Linked DNA regions of Muntiacus reevesi: region 2 is linked to region 1. A link is a contact called in public Hi-C data. All regions are on one chromosome and are shown on one strand. Each heading gives the region's core, a stretch centred on a gene start, on an enhancer-like site or on the middle of the called end of the contact. The rest is flanking DNA. Distances are from core to core; before and after follow the strand shown.

Region 1 (5,370 bases), core at 903-3,402:
GGTTGATCTCTTTGGAAGAAAGGTGGATCCTGGGCCCTTTTCTACTAAATGGAAGGAAATGAATTTTTAAATTTTCTACCTTTAGTTCCAGGCACTGTTAATTCCTTGCTATTATAATTCTCACAATAGCTTAAGAAGATGTCATTCCTACAGCTGAAGGGGTATACTGGGACTTCAAAGCTATTTTCCACTGTATGTACAGGGGAAAGACTGCCTATGAATTTTCTTGCAAGAAAACGGTAATTTCTAGAGAAACCATCCCTCTCTCTTCCTTTCCATGTCCTTTTCTGTAGCCTAGAACTGGGTTCTGCAAAGTAATCTGACTGGTTAACAATGGTTCCAGGATTATCAAAGCTGGGATGTGGTTTCACTAATGACATTCTGAGAATTCATAGCATAGCTGCTGCTGCTGCTGCTAAGTCACTTCAGTCGTGTCCAACTCTGTGCCCATAGATGGCAGCCCACCAGGCTCCTCTGTCCCTGGGATTCTCCAGGCAAGAACACTGGAGTGGGTTGCCATTTCCTTCTCCAATGCATGAAAGTGAGAAGTGAAAGAGAAGTTGCTCAGTCGTGTCCAACTTGTAGCGACTCCATGGACTGCTCCCAGGTTCCTCCATCCATGGAATTTTCCAGGCAAGAGTACTGGAGTGAGTTGCCATTGCCTTGTCTGCATAACATAGCTAACATCATAAAATTCATAAATCTGAACTCCAAGGTAGAATGTGGACTTTTCAGGGCACCGCATGGGTCCTTATAGCAGGCTAGGTATGCCTAGAAATCCAGTCCAAGATGTATGCTTTGCCAACTAACGAAAGGCCCTATTTCTGCAAGGCTACACCTCCTAGGGAATATTTCCTATACTTCCTCCAATCTAAAGGCAGTAATATTGTCTTTTCCATTTAAGACAAAAAAAAGCAAGAAAATCGACTTTAGTCAGGGTATTGCAATAGGAAGAGTACACCAGATATGAAGATCAGGGTATCTAGTACAGGGGACATGGGGTTGTCTGAGACTTTCCTAGGAAGGAATGTGTGATGCTTTATAGTTGTGATTGATTTGCAGTCAGAAGTTTCAAACAGTAACGAGAACAGAAAAATGTTTATTCCAGCATCTAGTTATTTGGGGACTTCCCTGGTAGCTCAGCTGGAAAAAAATCTGCATGCAATGCAGGAGACTTCTGTTCAATTCCTGGGTCATGAAGTTCCCCTAGAGAAGGGATAGGCTACCCACTCTAGTATTCTTGGGCTTCCCTGGTGGTTCAGACGGTAAAGAATCTGCTAGCACACCTGGGTTCCATCCCTGGGCTGGGAAGATCCCCTAGAGGAGGGCATGGCAACCCATTCCAGTATTCTTGTCTGGAGAATCCCCATGGACAGGGGAGCCTGGAGTCTCAAAGAGTCAGACACGACTGAGCGACTAAGCACAGCATAGCACTAGTTTTAGAGGGGCAAAGTCAGGAACAGAAAGTTGCAAGATCTGAGCAGGTTCAGAAGGAAGGGGAAAGGTCTTCTGCCTTGTCATGGGTAAACTAGGCGGTCATCTCTAAGTCTTACAGGTCTCACGAAAAAGAGCGGAGAATAACCTTTACTTGAGAGATAGGAAGAGGGATGGTTCTTTAAAGTCCGCGTTCTGACATGCTAGTTTCTCAACCATTGTTGTTTCTCACAAGCATGTAGGGCTCAAGGGAAGTTCAACAGTTTCACTTCAGCAAGATTTCATCCGGGAACCCTCCTGGAAGCAAAAACCTGTACTTCCTATTGTAAACCAAATGGTTTCTTAAGATGGAAATTAAGTCGTAACTTTTTAAAAAGAAAGGACGAAAAATGCCTTGAAAAGAGGCTCTTTTGATCAGGTCACTTAGTAACACATCATAGCTCGCTAGGCTTCGAACTACAAGTCCCAGAAGAAAACGCGCCACTTCCCGTCCTAAGGGCGGGAATCAAGCGCGTCGCTGCTTGATGGGAACGATAGTTAATTTCCGTATGATGGAAAATTTAATTTTAGCGAGTCTTCATTTTTCGGAACAATACTCCAGATGGTACTCAAACAAAGCACGGGCGGAGAACCCATAAAGTAACACTCATCTCCATGGGGAACAGACCAGATTCCTCCAAGAAGATTGTAATTGCAGTCGGGGCTCCCGCTCAATTTCCCCACAAGTTTCCTTTCCGGCCAATGCCGTGTGTCATACCGTTGAGTCTTCTCATTGGCCAGATGTCATGTGACAGCGCCTGCGCACTGCATTCTTTTGAGGGTGGGGGCAGACGCCATTTTGGCCCAGAGGTGCTTCTGGGAAGTAGCTCACTGACCCGCGCGCTTTGGTCGCCAGCAGGGTACGGCCTTTTCTGCAGGCGTTTGTAGGTCCAAGTGTGCGCGTCTGCCGCCGTTGCTGCCTTACTCTCCGCAGTCTCCCAAAGCTCCAGTTGGGCGGGAGCCTCTGAGCCCCGGGCCGCGCTATCGGTGGTCACAGCGCCGGCAAGGAAGTGACGGGGGCGGCGCGGGGCCCAGACACTCCCCGCCTAGAGCCGCCTGCGATGGACTCGGAGTATTACAGCGGCGACCAGTCAGGTGAGGCAGGGACGTAGGGGACAGGGCTGGGGGGCGGTGCGGTTTCTCGATCGGGCTTGGCCACGCACTCCCGCGGGGAAGAGAAGGAAGCCCCAGAAACCTCTCCCGGGACTCAGTCTGATGTTGACTGAGGCGTAGCGGGGAGAGCTGGCAGCCCGGCTGCGGACCCAGAAGTTAGAACCTTGGAGAGGGAATTCTGGACGGAAAGCCGTCTTTCAGATCGGCGAAGGATGTTGCTGAACTGGGAGCCCCTTGTATATATCAAATGCTTACTGTGTGCAAAGTATTAGGAATGGCCTCTCTTGATAGGGAATTTGTTTGAGCAGTTGAGAGTGATTTTCGAGAATCCCGGGGAGCTAGCTGTTCAGTGGGGGTGCATGATCTTACCTAGACTTTTCACTTGGAGTTGAAACTGGTTTGACTACGCCTGCAAACTAGTTTCTCCCATTAAAGAAAACATCGGAGTTGAGTTGTATACGTATTTTAGAATAAGGTGTGTACCTCTGGGGCTTACTAGTGATTTTTGTGCCTTTCCTTCAACTTGAGATCTTTCCCCTTTCTCCTCCCTTAAGTTCTTTCTTTTTCTGTTTATAAACACGCGGCCCCACTCTGTTAACGCAGTGCTGGGCACTGGGGAACCCAAAACGAATAAGGCAGAACCTCATGGGGAATAAAAACATTACTTTTGCTTTCCTATTGTGTTCTAGTTCCAGTGAGTATTGTCTGTCAGAAGTGCTTAAATAAATTTCTAAGCATAACTACCTTCTTTTCTGTTTTGCGTTCACATAGATTCTAATATATGACGACGAATAGCAGTGACTGCAAACACGTTTCCAAACATATTCTGCTGTTTCGCTTTAAACGTTTTCCTCATGTTTTCAAAATAGTTGTCAGTTCATTTGTGTTTTTAAATTTAATATGCTGAAAGACATGAAAAGTTAGCAATTTCCTGACTTTTTTTTTTAGCGTTTTTTTGATGTTTATCCCTGTATTCCTAACTTATGCTATCTTGTTGCATCATTTTTAGGCATTCTGTAATTATTTCCTATTATGCTAGGACAGGGTTTTAACCTCTTCTGACCCTCCTTACCCCAATTCTGACCGTTGAAGCATAACTTTTCTTTATACTTCAAATTTTTTTTTATTCAGTTAAGTTGTTCAGTCGTGTCCGACTCTTTGCGACCCCATGAATCGTAGCACGCCAGGCCTCCCTGTCCGTCACCAACTCCTGGAGTTTACTCAAACTCATGTCCCTTGAGTCCGTGATGCCATCCAACCACCTCATCCTCTGTCGTCCCCTTCTCCTCCTGCCCCCAATCCCTCCCAACATCAGGGTCTTTTCCAATGAGTCAACTCTTCGCATGAGGTGGTCAAAGTATTGGAGTTTCAGCTTCAGCATCAGTCCTTCCAGTGAACACCCAGGACTGATCTCCTTTAGGATGGACTGGTTGAATCTCCTTGCAGTTCAAGGGACTCTCAAGAGTCTTCTCCAACACCACAGTTCAAAAGCATCAATTTTTTGGCACTCAGCTTTCTTCACAGTCCGACTCTCACATCCATACATGACCAGTGGAAAAACCATAGCCTTGACCAGATGGATCTTTGTTGGCAAAATAATGTCTCTGCTTTTTAATATACCATATAATAAAAAGGTTAAATATATGTATATTCAATACTCCTTAGCTGAGTAGAATAGTTCACTAGTATGATAGTGATTTCATTCTTAAACTTTTTTTGTTTTTTGGTTTCCCTGTAGTTAGCTGGTTCATATTTTAAATTTTGTTTTTATTAAACTTTTAACCAAGACTTCCTGTATCCTCCAACAGCTCTAAATTCCTCTCAGTACAATTTTTCTTTGTATTTTTAAAGTATTGGTTAAAGATAGGTAGCAATTTTTTTTATAATAGTATAGTAGTATATACTTTTACTTTCAGGAGTTTATACACTATTTCTGGAATGGAATGCTGTATGCTCTTCATTCATAAACAAATACTATACCAGGTAGTGTTCTCCACTCCAGGGATTCATCAGTGAACTAGAATCTCTGCTCTTTTGGCACTTCTATTCAAGTGAGGAAAGAATCACATTAAACAAAATTAACTTGGAAACTCATGTAGTCCATTAGTAGGTGGTAAGTAAGTGCTGTGGAGAAAATAGACTTCATTATTTTAACAAAGTTGAAAGTGCACACAGTTATTTAGAATTTGTTGACTTGGTTCTTAGTGGCATTTCTTAAGCTTCACGTTCCTTTAATGATATATTTTCACTGCCACATGTGTCAACAGTACAGGTTATGACTGTTAGTATTTATGTATGTATTGTACTTGTTCACAAATTAGTTATGCTTCATCAGTGGTGACCTTTGCTCTTACCTTATTCTTGATTTATTGTGTTCATTTCAGTTGAGGATGTCATCCATCTTACTCCTTAAGTGGGTTTTTGTTTTATTTTTAAGCAGATGATGGTGGCGCTACCCCAGTACAGGATGAACGGGATTCAGGGTCAGACGTTGAGGATGATGTAAATGAGCAGCACTCTGGATCAGACACTGGAAGTGTAGAACGTCATTCAGAGGTATTGGCTAAACAACATCTTTGGGGAGGCTTTTCCCTTGCTTATTCTATGAAACTTGTTTTATTTAGGAGATGTAGAGACCCTGTCACAGGGTCTAGGCTGCAAACCCTTCAAAAATAATAGAGAACTGCTTTAAAAATAAATAGGGCTAGTCTGGTTACTTATGAAATCATAGGGAGTAAGTACTGATTGAGTCTCATTTTAGATATTAGGCAGTCTCAACTGTGC
Region 2 (5,370 bases), core at 1,241-3,740, 390 kb before region 1:
TGTTGGTTTGACACATTTAAACTGTACTATGATTACCACCAGGAGAGTTACCTAATATCTCTATCATGTGACCTAATGATCATTTCTTTTTTTGTGGTGGAAACAATTAAGATCTAATCTCTTACATTACCATTTATTCTTAACCATTCAAGGTCAGAATAATGGAAAGACAGGGAGACAGACGATTTGATCTGAGGGTATTTTGATAGAGTGGTACAGATTAGGGTGACATTTCAGGACCATGCATAGTGCTTGAGACACTTAGCTCTCCTGTAGTTTCCCCTTTCCCAACTACTAATAAATTACTTTCCCACTGCTTTCTGGCTTTCTTCTTCACTTAATCATTCAGGCTACAAATAATTATTGTATGCCTACTATGTACCAGGTTTCTGAATCATGTGCAAGAAGTGAGACAGTAAGACACAGGCCCTTCTACATTTATGGCGTAAATTGCTCTCGTTTCTTCCTCATTCCTAATCCTAATTTCACTGTTTATTTTTTGCACCAGTTCAGACTGTTGCTTGCTGATATGAAGTGACCCCAAAGTGACTTTTTAAAAAGTCCTAACCCTTTGCCTTTAGGCCTCAGTAAACAACAGCAACAATATATGGGTCCTACTTCTCAGTAAAAGCCTTTTCACAGCTCAAGGCAAGGTTTTTTTTTTTTGTTGTTGTTTTTTAATTTGAGAGTGTTTCAAATTCAACCTGGTTCCATCATTTACCTCCTGGCAGCTTCATAACCAGGGAGCAATAACTTCCCTATCTGTGGATTGCTCAATGATAACATAGTACCACCCTGGGAGCAATAGACTGAGGCCCTTTTCCAGATGCCATGTTTTAAAACTTTCAGCTGGAAAGACCTTCACTATGTAAAACTTACTGCAATTATTTAAAGTCAATATCTGATCTTCTTCAGAAACAAACAAACGATCTCTGGCTTGCTGCCTCCTGCTTTTGGCTCTAGACCATGGGATTATTTAATTTGGAGTTTTTCAGTCTGACAAGAGGTTAGAAACTGGCCAACGTGGGCCTCAACAACAGATAAGCGCGTCAAAACTGACAGGAATTATGAAAACTGCTATAGATGGCTTAAAAAAAAATCGACCTCCTGTTCTGCAAGGCATCATCGTCTCTTCTTCCCACTGCTGCGCTTTGCCAGGTTTTCTGAGAGTTCCAGGTCTGAGAGGCACCAATCACTCCGTTTCCTCGGTTTTTGCTGCGTACAGGTAATTAAGCTAAAAGTCTGTAGTAGTAGATCTTATTATGCTTTAGTACATTATGCATTCCAGAGCAGAAGGTTTTTGCTGGAAAGCTTCACTGTTAAGATATGATTTGCATATTTTACTAGATACTTGTCTTTGCTCCTTGAGGACAAACACGTTAGGATTCCTTTGTGCATAAACAAAACTGTGGGCTTGACTGTGTTTTTGGCAAGACTGGAAATGCTTTGAAACAGAGCATGCTTTTGCTGCAGAGCCTGAACTATTTGGTTAAGGTGAGGGAGCAAGGCAGAAATAAGACTTTTAGTGCAACTCCATCTGGAATTAAAATGAGTGCTAAGTCATCATATGAAATAGCAAATATTTGAAATTACAACTATCTACTCCTAATTTTAAAAAGCTGGTTTTTGTAGTGCTCTTTTTGAGGCCCCTGCCCTGCCAGTACTGAGGAATGTGCTTAGTCGACCTACTGAATTAAGCCTGTACTGTGGGCAATTCCACCTGCGTGGTCTCCAGACTGGGACGCAGAGGGTCAAGACAGAGATGGGCTGTTGGCACCACCCGGGTTTGGTTTGCTCTTTCTCGTCCATGAGGAGACTGGCCCAGAGCCTGAAACATCTCTCCCGCGGATCTGCCCAGAGCCAGGGGGTCGGCTTCATTTAAGGCTGGTCTGAGCTGCCCCTTTCTGGCTGCTTTCTAAGGCTGCGGCTCGGTCGGGGGAAGCGACGCGCGCCACGGCGCTTGGGTTCTAACGCGGGAGAGGGCGGAGCTGCGAGGCCCGGGCACCCGGGCTGGCATACCCAGCTGGCACTCAGGCCTCGTCGCGGCGGACAACGCCGCCCAGCCGGCCGCACTACAACTCCCGGCGCGCTCTGCACTCGCTCGCAGAAGCCAAGGGGATCCGGCGTGCTCTGCGCCGGCCGGCCAGACAGCCCAGCGCACCTCTCGGCCCGCTCAACGACCTGGGGGGGAAGCAGCCTGCAAACCTCCTCTCGCGCCTCACTGTCCTCCCCTCTTTATTCCAACTGCCTGAGATTTCGCCACAAGAATAGGAAGCAGTCTCCTAAACTCAACCCAGTAGAGTCGGCGCCAGCCAATAAAGTACGCAGAGTTAGGCCACGTGACAGTAGCGGGGCGGTGCTCCGGCGGCCCCCTAATCTCTATGGTTTTGGCGCCTCGCTAGAGGGCGTGTGGTCCACTGGAGGACTCCCTACATTCTTCCTCCATTACCTCACTGCCTCCGGTGGCTGCTGGGATACCGGAAGACTCGGGTCCCGACTCGGCTCAGTCCTCCAGCTGCCCGGGGAATACCTCTAGCAGTTCTTCCCTGCCGCCACCGCCGCCCCGCCGCTTCCTCCTCCGCCCGCCCCCTGCCGGCCTTCTTGGCCCCGCCCCGTCCGCGCCGCGCGTCCGGCCCGCCCGCGGCCCGCTTCTCTCGGGAGCCCCCACCCAGGCGCATGGCTCCATGAAGCAGGAGGAGGAGGCAGAGCGCGAGAGGTCCCGTCTGCCCCGGCTACGTCTGGGCCAGGAGAAAAGGTGGGAAACTCGGTCCGCGCCGCGCCCTCTTCCCGCCCCGCCGGGCCGCCCTCTCACGATCTGCCGCCGTGCCCTCCGGGCCTCCTCACTCCGCGGCGACTGGAGGGGCTGGGGAGCGGGTCCCCCAGGTTCGGGGCGAGGGTCCCGGGGCAGCGTGGGGGAGGGGCTTCTGAGCGGCCGGGTAGGGAGGCGGCAGGCTGGGCCTGCGGGCCGCGTGTGCCTACCGGGGGCAGGAGGGTCGGGGGACGCGCTGGGGAGGGGGTGGGCGGACACCCCTGCCCCGGGCCGCGCGGAGAGGCCGGGCGAGGCCAGGCGAGGCTCCCACTCTTTCTACACTCCCTCCTGGAAACAGTCTCGGGTCGTATAAAGTTTGGTGGTCTCCGGCGCCTCCTGGCGGCCCTCGCCCCCCGTCCCGTCGCCCCCTCCCCCGCCTGGCGTCTGGATTCCACCCCCGCGGCTCGGCCTTAGCTGCCCTACCCGTCGCTGGGTCGTCTCCCGAATCCTCCTGGCGCCCCGCGCCTTTTTCTTACCATCACCTTTTTCTTACCTTTTACCTTTCTCTCTGCCCGCTTCGCCCCTCCCCGCTCCGATCTCTTCTCTCCCCCCTGTATCTCGCCCTTTGCTTGCTAAACTCTTCAACACGCACGCACTCGCCTTTCATTAATCTTTTTTTTTTTTAAACCCCACTTTGATTCTGTCCTTCCTTATCCACCCAAAGCACCTATTTCCATCAACTCTCCACCTGATACTCAGTGGGTTTTATTCCTCCCTCCTTCCCAGGCTGTGGATTTTGCCCTTCATTACTTGCCCTCCTCCGTTCCCTGTCCTGATCTGAACTCCTCACTTTGCCACACTCTCTCACCCTTATCCCTCTGGGCCTATCCTCTTTCACTGCCCTCTCCTTGGATAGAGTGGGTGGGGCCTGGAGTCTCCTGTTTACATCTTTGGGAATAACTCAGATATCTACTACTGGGGGGTGGGGAGAGTTGATGAAGAGATTATGAAGAGATTCATGCCAGCCTAAGAGTAATGATGACGGACTGTTACGGACAGTTATCTCCAACTGGGATAACAAGATGGCCTGTCCTCGGGACTCTGACATGCGGTCCAGTAATCCTTCCGCACCACATTTGCAGAGGATTTGGGAATCTTGTTTGTAGTCTGAAACCAGTAGAGAGCCTTGAGATGGTGTATCTTGGCCTGAGAGCAACTTTTGATCTAAATTAGTGGTGAGGGGAGGAAGTTTTAATGTGTGTTTCATGTTCAGGTTCAATAAAACCTTTAATCTTCCTTGTCCTCCCTTCTTGGTGTTGAGGCCAGGAATGAGGTGATTTAGTGCAGGGGGCTGCCCTTGCCACCTTATATTTAGATTTTGAAATATTTTGAATTAAGGAAAGCCTGTTCCTTAGCTTTTTTTTTTTCTTCCTAGAAATTACTCTGTTGTAGTCCTTTCAAAAACCATCTCTTACCTCTGCACCGCCTTGATGTTGTTCACTCACTGCACCTGCGTTTCCATCTTAGGTACAGGAAGAAGGAATGGAATCGGAAGGAAGAAAATTTATGTCAGAGACAAAATAGCTCCCCTCCTCTGTTATAGCTGTTCCCCTGACAATACAAACTTTCTGCTTTCAGTGAGTATTACCTTGGACATACTTAGAATGGAATTGTGTTGCTTTTATTTTTTGTTTATTTGGTTTTAGGCCTGTGCTTGGACTAGAATATATGTTTACTTTGTTCATTTCTGTTTTTCTACTTACATGAGTGTCCTAAACTTGATGAATCCTTCCACTTTCTCGCTTTTAAAATAATTTTAATTGGTAAAAAACAAGTTTATTTTCCATAATCCTATTAGAGCGACTTAGATGGTTTTGTAGCATTACACTTAGCCTTGGGTTACATAAAGGTTCGCCTTTAAAGACAAAGATCATAACTCAGAGGTTAATAGAGTTTCTGTTAAGGTCAATTATCAGATGTCTTCCATATGGTTAGAATTTTCAGAGAATTTTGGAACATTTTGCCCTAAATATGCTAGGGTGATACTGTTTTCTTAAAACTAACTAAAATTCTACATGTAAACAGAGTTCTGGGAAATTTTTTATTACTGCTGGGTCCCCTCGAGTCTGTTGATGGCATGCAAACACTTGTAAAAAAGTTTTTCAGAATGCTTCATGTCTTATTGGAACCTCATCATCTCTCTATGAGGAAGGCAGGGGACAGATATTTTCATTTTACAAATGAAAGAACTGAGGCCCAGAAAGATCTGGCATCCTGCCATAGCTCACATTGTTAAGGGAGGGGATCTAAAAAGAAAACAAAACATTTGATTTCTTATATTCATGTTTTTCCTTAAGCTAAGTTCACACGAAGGTGTATAGCATTGTGTGTTTTTCTAAATCTGTAAATTTAAAAAGCAATTGTATAGGGAGATCTGTTTTTTGCAGGGAAAATTTTTACACAGCAAATGTTTCACATGTGTATGTGTGTATGATCGGCTTTCAGAAATATAGAGATGATTATTTGAAACAATGTCCAGAATGTTTTGTGGGTCTTTCATCTGACTATTTCTTGGAATAGTTCCCTAAGTAGGCCAGAATATAGCTTACGTGCCATTTCAC

What was found. Hi-C and Micro-C count contacts between places; a contact is called where the count stands out from the background.
Region 2: a contact with region 1 is called in a Hi-C map of blood, with 5 times the contacts expected there. The contact joins the promoter of AMMECR1L here to the promoter of IWS1 in region 1. A contact is called at or near these places in 2 of 3 Hi-C or Micro-C datasets (blood and muscle).

What each region holds. Positions count from the first base shown.
Region 1 is chr3:264,114,169-264,119,538 of mMunRee1.1, reverse strand. It overlaps IWS1 (interacts with SUPT6H, CTD assembly factor 1), which reads left to right and starts at 2,152. Exons shown (of 15, transcript XM_065931964.1): 1 at 2,152-2,568; 2 at 5,024-5,142. The coding sequence starts at 2,535.
Region 2 is chr3:264,509,370-264,514,739 of mMunRee1.1, reverse strand. AMMECR1L (AMMECR1 like) reads left to right here and starts at 2,490. Exons shown (of 8, transcript XM_065931984.1): 1 at 2,490-2,755; 2 at 4,277-4,386.